Linked DNA regions of Arachis hypogaea: region 2 is linked to region 1. Evidence: chromatin contacts called from public Hi-C data. All regions are on one chromosome and are shown on one strand. The core of a region is the stretch at or near the end of the contact, and the rest is flanking DNA. Distances in the headings are between cores, read along the strand shown. Region 1 holds the start of LOC112786481. Region 2 holds the start of LOC112784271.

The links. A called contact is a pair of places that touch in the nucleus more often than the background predicts.
Region 2: a Hi-C map of leaf shows a contact between it and region 1, with 2.2 times the contacts expected there. The contact joins the promoter of LOC112784271 here to the promoter of LOC112786481 in region 1. A contact is called at or near these places in 2 of 8 Hi-C or Micro-C datasets (both in leaf).

Annotation. Positions count from the first base shown.
Region 1 is chr20:137,484,848-137,491,051 of arahy.Tifrunner.gnm2.J5K5, reverse strand. It overlaps LOC112786481, which reads left to right and starts at 2,710. Exons shown (of 18, transcript XM_025829853.3): 1 at 2,710-3,054; 2 at 3,139-3,257; 3 at 3,359-3,404; 4 at 3,702-3,774; 5 at 3,893-3,950; 6 at 4,963-5,058. The coding sequence starts at 2,959.
Region 2 is chr20:137,637,095-137,642,650 of arahy.Tifrunner.gnm2.J5K5, reverse strand. LOC112784271 reads left to right here and starts at 2,115. Exons shown (of 7, transcript XM_072229353.1): 1 at 2,115-2,256; 2 at 2,638-3,013; 3 at 3,106-3,202; 4 at 3,433-3,491; 5 at 3,673-3,767; 6 at 4,187-4,438; 7 at 5,348-5,556. The coding sequence starts at 2,797. The coding sequence ends at 3,463.

The DNA.
Region 1 (6,204 bases), core at 1,461-3,960:
AAGGACGATTTTATAACGTTTTGTAACGTTGAGGATGATTTTAATAACAAAAAAAGGTCGGGGACGATTTTGATTTTCACCCCAGACCTTAGGGACGATTTCAGTACTTAACCCAAGACGAACAAGCTTTGGGGCGAGGAGAACTGTGGACTCAAGCGGTGACTCAACCCCTGAGGCGGAGCTTCTTGCCAAGGTGATGCCAACAAAGAGACCTTATGTAGATCTTATGAACCAAATCACGCCTTGATTCCAAAGCGGAGGATGAACCGGAAAGTGGAATTAAACATGATCATGTCGTGGAGGCCATGGGAGCTTGTCTCTTGGTGCTAGAATTCGACGCTTTGAGAGAGAAGATCAGATTGGGGTTTGGATGGGTTGGGTTATGGGTTCGGGTAGGGTTTTGGGCTTAGCCCAAGACCAAAAAAAAAAGGGTGTTGTTACAATAAAAAAGATAAGGATCTAGTAATGATACCTAGGCGACGACAATTTGTGAAATGAGATGAAACACATTGTCTGTTTGTATGAGAAGATGAAGTACTCAAAATCATCAGTGTAATTATTGTTTTTTCAAGTTTGTTTGTTTGTTGTGAACTTCACAGGCAGATTGGTTGTAATTGGAAAAAATGGAAGCGAGTAGCAGTGTCGCCGAGGACGCATGGTTATGGAGTGGTTCGAGAAAAGTTTCTTTGACGGAAGGCGATTTTGCTGATATTGATATGCAGGTATGTGTGATTTTTAACACGTGGACTTCTGCAAGATACATTCGAGATCTATTTGTTGTTTTGTTACTATTAAACAACATCTCGAGTCCTACAAAGGTTTGAGAATAGTGTTATCATGTATTATCTGAAGACATCCTTTATTTTCATAGGAAGGTTATGCATTGCGAAGGTTGTATCTTTAATTATATTCTATTATTATGTATATATATAACACCACACTAACAATAGTTGTAATGTAGAGTTACAACTTTTTGAAGAGCAAATTCTTAATCTAACTCTTTTCAAGATTGAGGACAAATTACAAGTTAATGGTAGATCACTTAAGGAGTATGATCAGATGCTTCTCCCAACTATTGATGCTCTAGAGGGCATAGATGATCCTCTAATAATGGATGAGGTGAACTTTGATTTATCCCTGCTGAAGGAAGAGTTGGAGAATAACTTACACACCATGAATTTGGAGCAGCGTGAAGCATTTGATAAGGTGATTAGTGCTGTAAATGATGATGTTGGAGGCTTTTTTTTGTATATGGATATGGTGGTACTAGAAAGACGTACCTCTACATGACACTGTCAGCTGCTATACGGAGTTGAGGTGAAATTGTTCTAAATGTGACATCCAGTGGGATTGCATCCTTATTACTCCCCAATGGCCGTACGACTCATTCAAAGTTTAAGATACCACTTGATCTAAATGAAGATTGTGTGTTGTATCAAGCAACGTACTTCGTTAGCCAAGCTGGTATGTAAAGCGAAGTTAACATACCTAAAGACATCCTTATTCATGACAATGAAGATGGTTTCAATTCTTTAGTTAATTTTGTGTATCCAAATTTGTTTCTAAATTTAAACAATGGGTCATACTTTAGAGACAGAACAATACTTGCCCCTACACTTGAGATTGTCAACGATGTTAACAAGCACATAATGAAATCTATAATTGGAGAGGAGAAGACCTACCTTAGCTCTGATTCATTGTGCGTAGAGGAAGGTAACATGGAATCTGAATTAGGTACAATTACTCCAAATGTTCTCAATGCTATCAATTGTTCAGACTTGCCGTCTCACCTGTTGACTCTTAAAGAAGGTGTACTAGTAATGTTACTGCGAAACATTGATCAATCAAATGGGTTAGGCAATGGCACAATATTACATGTACATAGATTAGGTAATCATGTTATTGAATGCATCACATTAACAGGAAATAAAACAGATCGAATGGTTTTGATATCACGGATGAACATGATACCCAATCATGCTACTATTCCTTTTATGTTTCAAAGGAGATAATTTCCATTAGTTGTTTTATTTTCTATGACTATTAACAAGTCTCAGGGTCAAACTTTAACAGCTGTGGGATTGTACTTGTCGAAACTTGTTTTTGCCCACGGTCAACTATATATTGCTCTGTGAAGAATAAAATCAAAATTCAGTTTAAGGGTATTAATTGAGAATAATTCATTCAAGACAAAAGCTACAACCATCAATGTTGTTTATAGAGAAGTATTTAAAAACCTCGGTGACCATGTATAATTCTAAAATTTTGTTGAGAATATATAATAGTTACAAATTTTCCGTCGTCTATTATATTAAAAACCTCGGTGACCATGTATAATTCTAAAATTTTGTTGACAATATATAATAGTCACAAATTTTCTGTCGTCTACTATATTATTACAATATATCCTGCTTATTATTTAACAGAGGCACTTTTATCATAAAATATCTATATTTTTTTTTTTTTGAAAATTAGGAGTGAGATTCGAATCTAAAATCTTTAGATAAAAATGAAAATATTATATCGTATAAAATGTCCACGGTTTAATTATGTATATGTATAAAACTTTATTTTCCATGGGGCACTTACGTAGTACTAAATAATATATAGCTTTAATTTGTTTTTGGACCATTATTTTCTTTTGAAAAAAAAAAATCCTCAGTTCTTACGTGGCACCAATAGAAAAAGCGTGGCATTGACGGAAAAACAGCTTCATTATTAAAAAGCTGGTCACTTTGGGCATAGCCCCACCGCGATCCTCGTCGTCGGTAGTCCACTCTTCGCTTCTTCAATCCCTCAGATCCTCTTCTTCCTTCTCATTATTTCAATATTACGCTTTTGCCACAATTCGGGGTTTTATTTTCTCTCTTTTATTCTATCTATCTCCTACACAAGAAACAAGGGCGGATGGTTATTATTTGAAAAGAAAAGAGGAAAAATTGAAAAGAGGCGAAGGCAATGAAGGCAGGGAGTGCTGCCAAGTTAATCGTTGATGCTCTTCTCCAGCGCTTCCTCCCTCTCGCACGACGTCGTATTGAAACCGCCCAAGCCCAGGTAAGTCTTTTAAGATCCTCACCATCTTCGAATTGACCTAAGCATCTCGTTTTTATTTATTTATTTTTTGCGGGTCTACCGTAGGATGGGCAGTACCTGCGACCATCTGATCCCGCCTATGAGCAAGTCCTCGATTCACTCGCCATGGTTGCGCGCCACACCCCGATGCCTCTATTGGAAGCTCTTTTGAGATGGAGAGAGGGGTTTGTTTTAGTGTCTCTGCACTATGGTTCTACTTTGTTTTCCTGAAATAACTCTAGTAAAAGAAAATTGCTTTTCTTTTTCTTTTTTTTTTTTATTGTAGTGAATCTCCAAAGGGTACGAATGATGCATCTACATTCCAAAGAAAGGTTTGTTACTCTTATCTGTTTGTTACTTGCTCTTTAGTTCTCTTTTGGCTCCGTGTTCAGATGCATGAATGCATACCCTGGAAGAGGTTTTTAAATTGGGTTTGTTCGGAAACTAGGCTTTATGTGTTTATCGCAATATTCTACCTAGAAATGTAGGTAGGTTATATATATATATATTTCATGAATTAAAATTGGTGAAATTCCTATTTTGGCTTCTGAGTTCTTTGTTTCGTTTAGAAAACCTCTGCCGATTGATTCTAAGATTTAATTAATGCATTTTTTTTGGTTTAAATTCAGCTTGCGGTTGAATGCATATTTTGCTCAGCGTGCATTCGCTTCGTGGAGTGTTGTCCGCAAGAAGGGCTTACTGGTTTGTTCATTTTTAACAATACCGTTGGCCTGTTGTGTTATTTTTGTTTCATGCTATGTGCATTTGTTGTTCGACGAGTATTGGCCTTATTATAGCCCTCACTTATTCTTCACTACAGAGAAGCTGTGGTCTGGTCTTGAAAGTTTTGCTTTTGACTGGCTGATAAATGCGGACAGGTAACACTGTAGTTGATAGATGATAGTAATAGGAGCCTTTTCACATGCTACAACATAACTAAAGAAGGAAAGAACTTTAAATGATAGAATTTCAATTATAGCTTGCTAACAACATGCCATTGTTTGGAGAATTTGGTTGGAGTCTAATTCCTTTATCTTCAATGATATTTTTCAGACAAGCAATTTTTCTTGGGGTAGGGATATATGCTTAGTCTACATATTGGGTAAAACCGTAAACGTTGTCGTGTTTTTGCTCTCGTATGGAGAGCTCTTCATCTTAATATCTTCTATTTCCAAAAAAAAAAAAGAAAGGTTAAACATAGTTAGACCCAGAGTAATAACATTATATAGGCATAATATCCTCGTGGAGTCTGTAAGTATGTAATAGTTATGTGATAGGACCCCAAATATTAGTATTGTTAGTAATTTACATTCCAAGTAATTTTGTCCAATATGAGAGTATTTTACTGTTATGCACCTATTAGGAAGAGTAGAAAGTGGACTGGTGTCAAAGGGGACTTAATTGTAATTAAGTGTATAGGTTGGGATGAGTTTTGTAATTGACAGGAGAGAGAATGTTCATTTGGAGGGAAGGTGGATTGTTATATAGGGAAGGGGAGGGACATTGACCGGGATATCTCAGAATTATAATTGGAACATGGGAGAGCAGCTGGGTCTCTTTAATACCTGGCTACTTTTATTCTCTTGATGAGTAATACAAACAGGGATGTTTTGATTTCTTGTTCATCTGATACTAAGTTTCTGTCATTATGTAATACTCAAGCAACTATGTCCTCCCATTTGATTTTTAAGATACTCCACTAGTCAAGATTGTAGTTGTTTTCAATTTAATATTTTGATTAACCCAAGGGACAGAAGATAAATTGAAAGTATTATTGTCCTCATTTGGACTTGACTATGTTATACCAGAAGCACAATATAAATATTTATGATTATTCTTTTATATTCTGATATGGAGATTTGGTTTGAACTTAATAATCTCTTATTGCAGGGTTGTTAGCCAGGTTGAATATCCATCGTTGGTTGATTTAAGGGGGCTTCTTCTGGACTTAGTTGCTCAATTCTTAGGTGCTTTATCCCGCATCAGGTATCTGATTTATTGCTGAACTACTGTTGAAACATGCTCAGCATGATAAGAAATGTCTGACCATCAAGAAAGATTGTTTTAAGAAATGTTTAAAAATTATTAAGTTAAAGAGTTACTCGTAGTGCTTATTTCGTAGATGATGGTAGAAGCTTATCTTTGGTGGTTTGGAAACCTGAAGAGGCTATAAGGAGAGTGGAGCAGATGAAGGCATAATTCAATAGCTAGAGGCAGAGCTAAACCTGGAAAAACCATAAGTTGGTGGTGGAACTATTAATAGAGATTTAGATGTTAATGTTTTAGATAACGATAGATATTTGGTAGAGTATTTCGGTGTTGTCTAATCCGTGTGGCTGATTTGATGTTGTAGGACAAGATTAAGTTATTGTTGGACATGTATAGATGTGTGCTTGACAAGTGGTGTGCACATCTTAAGCTATGTACCTGTGTTTGGTGTATGTTGAGCACAAAGACACACACTTAGGTTGCCATGTCTTTGCTTTGTAGGTTTTGATTCTTGATAAACATAAACTACTGGTTTTAGGAAGGAATTCAATCTTGAGTAAATTGTAGCATCTACACTTGGTGAACTTTGTATCCTATGTCACTGTTCTCATCTTTGTGGGTTTCTGTGACTTCTTAGTTGATGAATCTATAGCATTTGTGGTTTAAGCAATGGTATTATATATTCTGATAAAAGCAATAAGGTTACTGGTACACTTAGATGTTCTGTTGAGACTTGAATCCCCATCTGATGGTGCATGTTTTAGTTCTCATCCTAGAGCTAGCTCATCTTGTTAGGAAAATGACTTTGGATGCTTATGAGTTTACTTTCCTACTTTCTTTTGAGGGTATACTTCTAACTAGGTCTTTCATACTCCCCCTCATTTTGTATTTGGATTTGTATTATTCTTTTACTACCTGCCATCATTTGTCTGCTTAGTTCCAGCAGGGCAGGGACTAAAGAAAAGGACCTTTGTGAGTTGTGTGTGTGTGTGTATTTTATTTTATTTTATTTTTAAAAAATGATTATTGACTAATTAGAAAGAACTTATGTCAGTTCTCCATTTCAGATGTAACTTTCATGTTTTAACCCTGAAAAATAAAGCTTTGTAATTTTTCATGGTTACTAATTTTTCTGCATGTGTC
Region 2 (5,556 bases), core at 866-3,365, 150 kb before region 1:
TCTAGTGGACTTAGATGATGGTCTAGTGGGCTTAGTGGGCTCCTTAGTGGGCTGAAGGGGTTGCTTAGTGGGCTGGGTAGGCAATTTAGTGGACTGAGAAGGCAATTTTGAGGGCTGAGAGGATAATCTGCTACTATCAGCTGAGGCCTTCGTGGATTCAGAGCATGCTTTTGGGTGGGATGGTAACTTGGTGGGTTGAGAGTGATGTTTCCACCAACATTCCCTAGCCTCAGCATATCCCAGTTCCTTATAGTAACCCTTCACAAAGAACACATCAAGTGTGTCACCTTCAACTCCCATTAACACCTCTGTGTGATCCGGCTCATAGTATAGATTTTCACCTTTATCCTTTTTAAACTTCCCACCATGGTGAAATACAAACGTCATAGGAAGACCTTCCATCTACAAAAGCAAAAATCAAATAAATTTAGTCAACAACAAAATATGAAACAACTTCAGCCTAACAACTGCATGTAAACCCCTAATAGCAACCGCTTACAGAACATGTTCTTCCTAATCCGAACCCTAGTCTTACTAAATGGTTCTTAAAACTACGTCAACATAAACCAATGCACACCAACATTGCAAAATCAACAAAAACTGTCAAAAAAAATTAAAAAATCTTACCCTATGGCAGTTACTGTTCCTTCCTCCAACGGCGTAAATTCTCCGCGAACTCCTCCAACTTTCCAATGTTGTAGCGCCAACTCCTCCACAAGTGTCGATACACACAGAAATCATCAAGTACACAACGAGGTTCTAATCAAAGGCAGGTGTCTCAGGGCAGAGAGTCCCAGAGTAGAGTGAAGACGATAGGTTTTGGAGCGAAAGTTGAAGAGGGTTGTTATGAGAGGAGGTGATAGGAAGAACGTTTGAATATCCCACTCTAGACCATAAACGACGTCGTTCCATTGATTTGGGGGTGGAGGATTGACACTACGTCATTTTGGTCTATGCCACGCTGGCACTTAACGTTCTAGCTTAGCAAACGTTAGACACCTCAGCAACTGAGATGACGGAAGGACGAACTCGATCAACGTGAGTAACTTTCGGAGACGCTTTTGATTAATTTTATCTTTCAAGGACGAAAATGGAGAAGGGGTATCTTTCTGGGACAATTTTGACTATTAACTCTATTTTTAACTTAAAGTTTCCGTATCTGTATATATGTGCGGACTACTGAACTCGATCAATTTTGACTATTAACTTGAAGTTAGATGTGGCGGTAGTCCGCACACATATACAGATGCATGAACTTTAAGTTAAAAATAGGAAAATGAAGAACTGAAAATTGTTTATTGAAGAAAACTTGGAGAGGCTTACAAAGGATCTCAAAGCCACTCTCTCTAACTTCTCTCTCTATTCTTTTGTTTTTAAAAATTCTGCCTCAAAATGTTACTAAGGTTTTCTTTTAAAGACCTAGATTTAACTATTTCTACAGTACATGTTAACATAACTGGTACTATTTTTACAATACAAGTTGATACGTTTTTATCTTCATGAATTTACATATAGTTACCTAAAATTACATATAATTATCTAATCCTCTCCTAAATTGATGCCAAAGCAATCATCTTCGTTTTGATTATAGTCACTTGAATATTCTGCCAAATAATGAGGGTCTTGTTTATCTTCTTTTTCTTCTTCGATCATCTGCATGATCTGCTGGAGGTGTTTTGCTAGTGATATTTTGGATTGGGCTCCTGCTAGAGCTGCTGTAGTTTGGACTTTTTGATTGAGAAATACTAACTTTTCTTAGTCAAATGGCTTGACAAACTTAGGGTGTTTGTTGAACCATTTTTTGACTATGTCTGGATGAGTCATGGTTGCATCGAATTGAGACCACAATTTAACATAGACATTCCTTTGAAGCATCGAAAGTATCTTTGGTGCTCCTGCTTGCCGTATCTATATTGCCATGAGAACACCCATGCCAGTGCAAATGTAGAGAAGAATTTGAGATCTGCAGGGACACGTATTTTCTGTTGATCAAACTTTTTGGTGACAACTTTAAACCCTTCGTCGGCAGGTGGGGGTAGAATATCTGGTAATGGGCCAAAATAGTCCCACCACTGAGTAAACCAATTTAAAAAGTGGTAGTTGGTATTTCTTTTGAAGTAGATGAGCCAAAAATGTCTATTTTGGAACCAAATTGCTCTTGTCTAAGCGTCCACATACTCCCAATAAGAATATCCTATCGGTCAAAAAGTTGGAAAATTTTTTTGATATTATTTGGATTTTTTTCAATTGGATAGGGTAAGTACTTTTAATATCAGAATTGTTGAATGAGTTGTGTTGGTGGAGTCTTTGGGATCTTTGTAGTATTTTACCAAGATTGAATCTGAATCCACTAGTATAAATTTATAAAATTGTCTAGTTTTATTTGTGGTTGTTGGTCTAAACTAAAATCCTTGGAAAAAAGCCTTAGAGATTACCTTAAAAGGTGATTTTTCCAAGAATTCTGCTTCCATCAAAATAACAGATAAAAAATTATTTTGAAATGTATGTGAATTGTGGTTTTAATTGGGTATTTGGGGGCTGAGTTTGCTCAATCGATTAGGGTAATTTGGTTTGGATAATTGCTTTTCCTTTTAGATCATTGCAAACGGTTTTTTTACTTGCGACTTGGGTTAAAAGTTTTGCCAGATCTATTTCGTCATCATTTGAGCTGTCATATATACCCGCCTAAGAAGAGAGCTCGAGGAAGGAGACGCCACCTTGCTGCCAGCTCCGTCGAAGACCAGCCTACCGCCGCTGTCGAGTCAAACCCAAGAGAGAGAGAGAGTGTGTGCGACGATGAGAGAGGAGGAGCCGTCACCAAATGCGTCGCCGCAGCTGGAGGAGCTTCGCTCTTCGCCGTCGCCGAGGAGGGGAAAGAGGAGCTGCTCCCGTCGCGCCAGTCACCGTCGTGCTTCCTGGTTGCCGATGAGGGAGCCGCGAGAACCGTTGCCGTCGCGGAGGAGGGGGACGCGCGAGAGGGAGCCGTCAGTGTGGTCGCCGTCGCCGCTGTTGAGTAAATCTTCGATCATCATTTAATCATTTATTTTGAATATTACAATAAATCTGTGCTTTTAATTGTTATTACTCTTTTCCAATTGATTTTAGAAAATCGAAGTTTTGTGGATTTGACAAGGAAGGGAACCGATGGAAGGAGAGAACCGCAGGTACCGTCAAGTTCCCGAAGAACAAGGTTACTAGCAAGGTTTGGCTTCTCATCTGAACAAAATTCATTTGTGCTTCTTTGTTTATGTTGCTTATTCTCCGATTCTTCAGTTCGTAAGTAGTTAGAGAAGTTTAATGATAATTGTTTGAGCCTCATATAATAATGTCGAACGTGGTTCTTTTGCTGTCATTATAGTAGTTAAATCTAAAGGGGTTAATTGGTTCATTTGTGCAGCTAAGTTTTGTTCCTTTTTTTTTTTGTTTATGCAGAACAAGATCATTGCTGAGTGTGGTTCTTTAGCTATAAGCACTCCAAATCATTGAAAAAGGTAATTCATGGATTGCATATTTTTTTCATTTGAAAATCATACTAGAACAATTTAATCTGATATGAGAAGCTGTTAATGCTCCAGCTTGATTTATATTTATAAGAAATTATGAACTGATTGATTGAATAGCTTATCTGCTTTTGCTTTGCTGCTGCTACCTAACTCTGTGTTCCAATCTTAGCCTCAGGTGCCTTCTTCCCGTATTTGCAGAACTTCTCTCAAGAGCGACAAAAGCTTGAGGAGTATCGCATGAACCAGAAATCCACTGATTCAATGGTACCTATATATATGTAACTCTCTTATTAATGCTTTTACTTTCTTTAATTTTCTCCAGCACCGCTTGGTTCATCTGCATTTGACCTAATGAGCTCTTTTATTTGCATGAACTAATTGAAATCTCAAAATTGAGTTGCTTGATTCATAGTACTAAGTTTGATGAGAAGAAAATTGAGTTGATACTTATTTCATTTTTGTCATTTTATTTATTTAACACCATGTTTTTATTTGATTATTATTATTCATAGTACAAGGTTTCCATTGGAGCAGCTTGTAATCTTTCTTGGCCTGCTGACCATCTCGTGATCCAAATCCTAGATGATTCTACGTCCCGTGGTTAAAGTGCATATATTTTAATTGTGCAGTGAGGGATTAAGAAGTGGAATTAATTAATTTGTTTTGTTTGTGTTGATTTGTAGCAAATGGTGGAAATGGAATGTCAGAGATGGGCGAGCAAAGGGATAAACATAACGTACCAAATAAGAGAGAACAGAACGGGGTACAAAGTGGGTGCACTCAAAGAAGGTCTAAAACGTAGCTACGTGAAGCACTGTGAGTACGTGGCATCTTCGATGCTGATTTCAGGCCTGAGCCTGATTTCCTCCGTAGAGTGGTTCCTTTCTTGATTGGCAACCCTGACATCGCTCTTGTTCAAGCTCGTTGGAGATTTGGTAATTATTTATTTTATCCACCATCACCTAACCCCACTCCCTAACTATAATTAAATTACACTACTGCTACTACATCTATAACTTAATTATTATCAAATCCAGCTGTTGGTGACAACTAATCACTGCTTATCATTACGTGTTATTTATTTATTTATTTATTTTAGTTTAAATAAGAGCAACTCAGTTGTCAATTGTTTCAAAAACATTATTGTTCTTTTGGAATTTTTTTATTATAGTTATTAGTTTTTTTAGTTAGAAGATATCACTTTTTAATCAACTTAGTCTTAGAGAAATGCACCCTTAATCTCTTGGACTGCTTTTTCTGGACAATTGTTGGAAGCTTTTCTTGAGCTATTTTGCAGTATTATTAAATAATTATCATATTATACTTCCACAATGGTAAATAACCTTCATTCAAAATACAAAATTCAAATTGTGTTTCTGGTTTTATTTGTCAACTGCTGCTGAAGTTGTTAGTTCATTCCTTCTAAAATATGATCTACCAGATGTTAGAGTGGGTGATGAACTTGTAGTTGATGGAGGAATGGTTAGGTTTGAGGTGATTGAGGAATCTTGTTAGTAATATCAGTGTGTATCTGCATATTTTAATATCAAACATGTGCGGGATTTATTCTGTCTATGTAATTGAATATTACAGTTGTTCAACTAAAAGAGAGAGTGATTTTATTTATGGGTGTATAAAATTAATGCAAAGCTTGGACAGAAACAAGGATTTTTAGACTGTCTCTGTTAGAATAGGATATCGCATTTTTGTGAAGTTACACCAAGTAGGTAGAAGATTGTTTATGTCTGCGTGCACGTGCAATGTGCTCTCATTGCCTCATCCACTGTTTAGTTTTTGACTTTCATACAATGTGGAATGTGCTAAACTCGGCCTTATCAATGCAGCGATATTTCTGTCATTGCAAAGATAGAAAGTACGGAATCGCTGAAGAACTTGGAGGAGATCATTCAAGCAACATCTCGTCTTAATGCAAACTATGAAAAAGAGACGTACAAAAGGTATAATGTAAAAGATTGTTTGGGAGTTGGAAAGACTGCAAACTTTGATGAGCTGATGGCTATTGCGGCTACGGAAGGTGGCGAAAATGGAGACT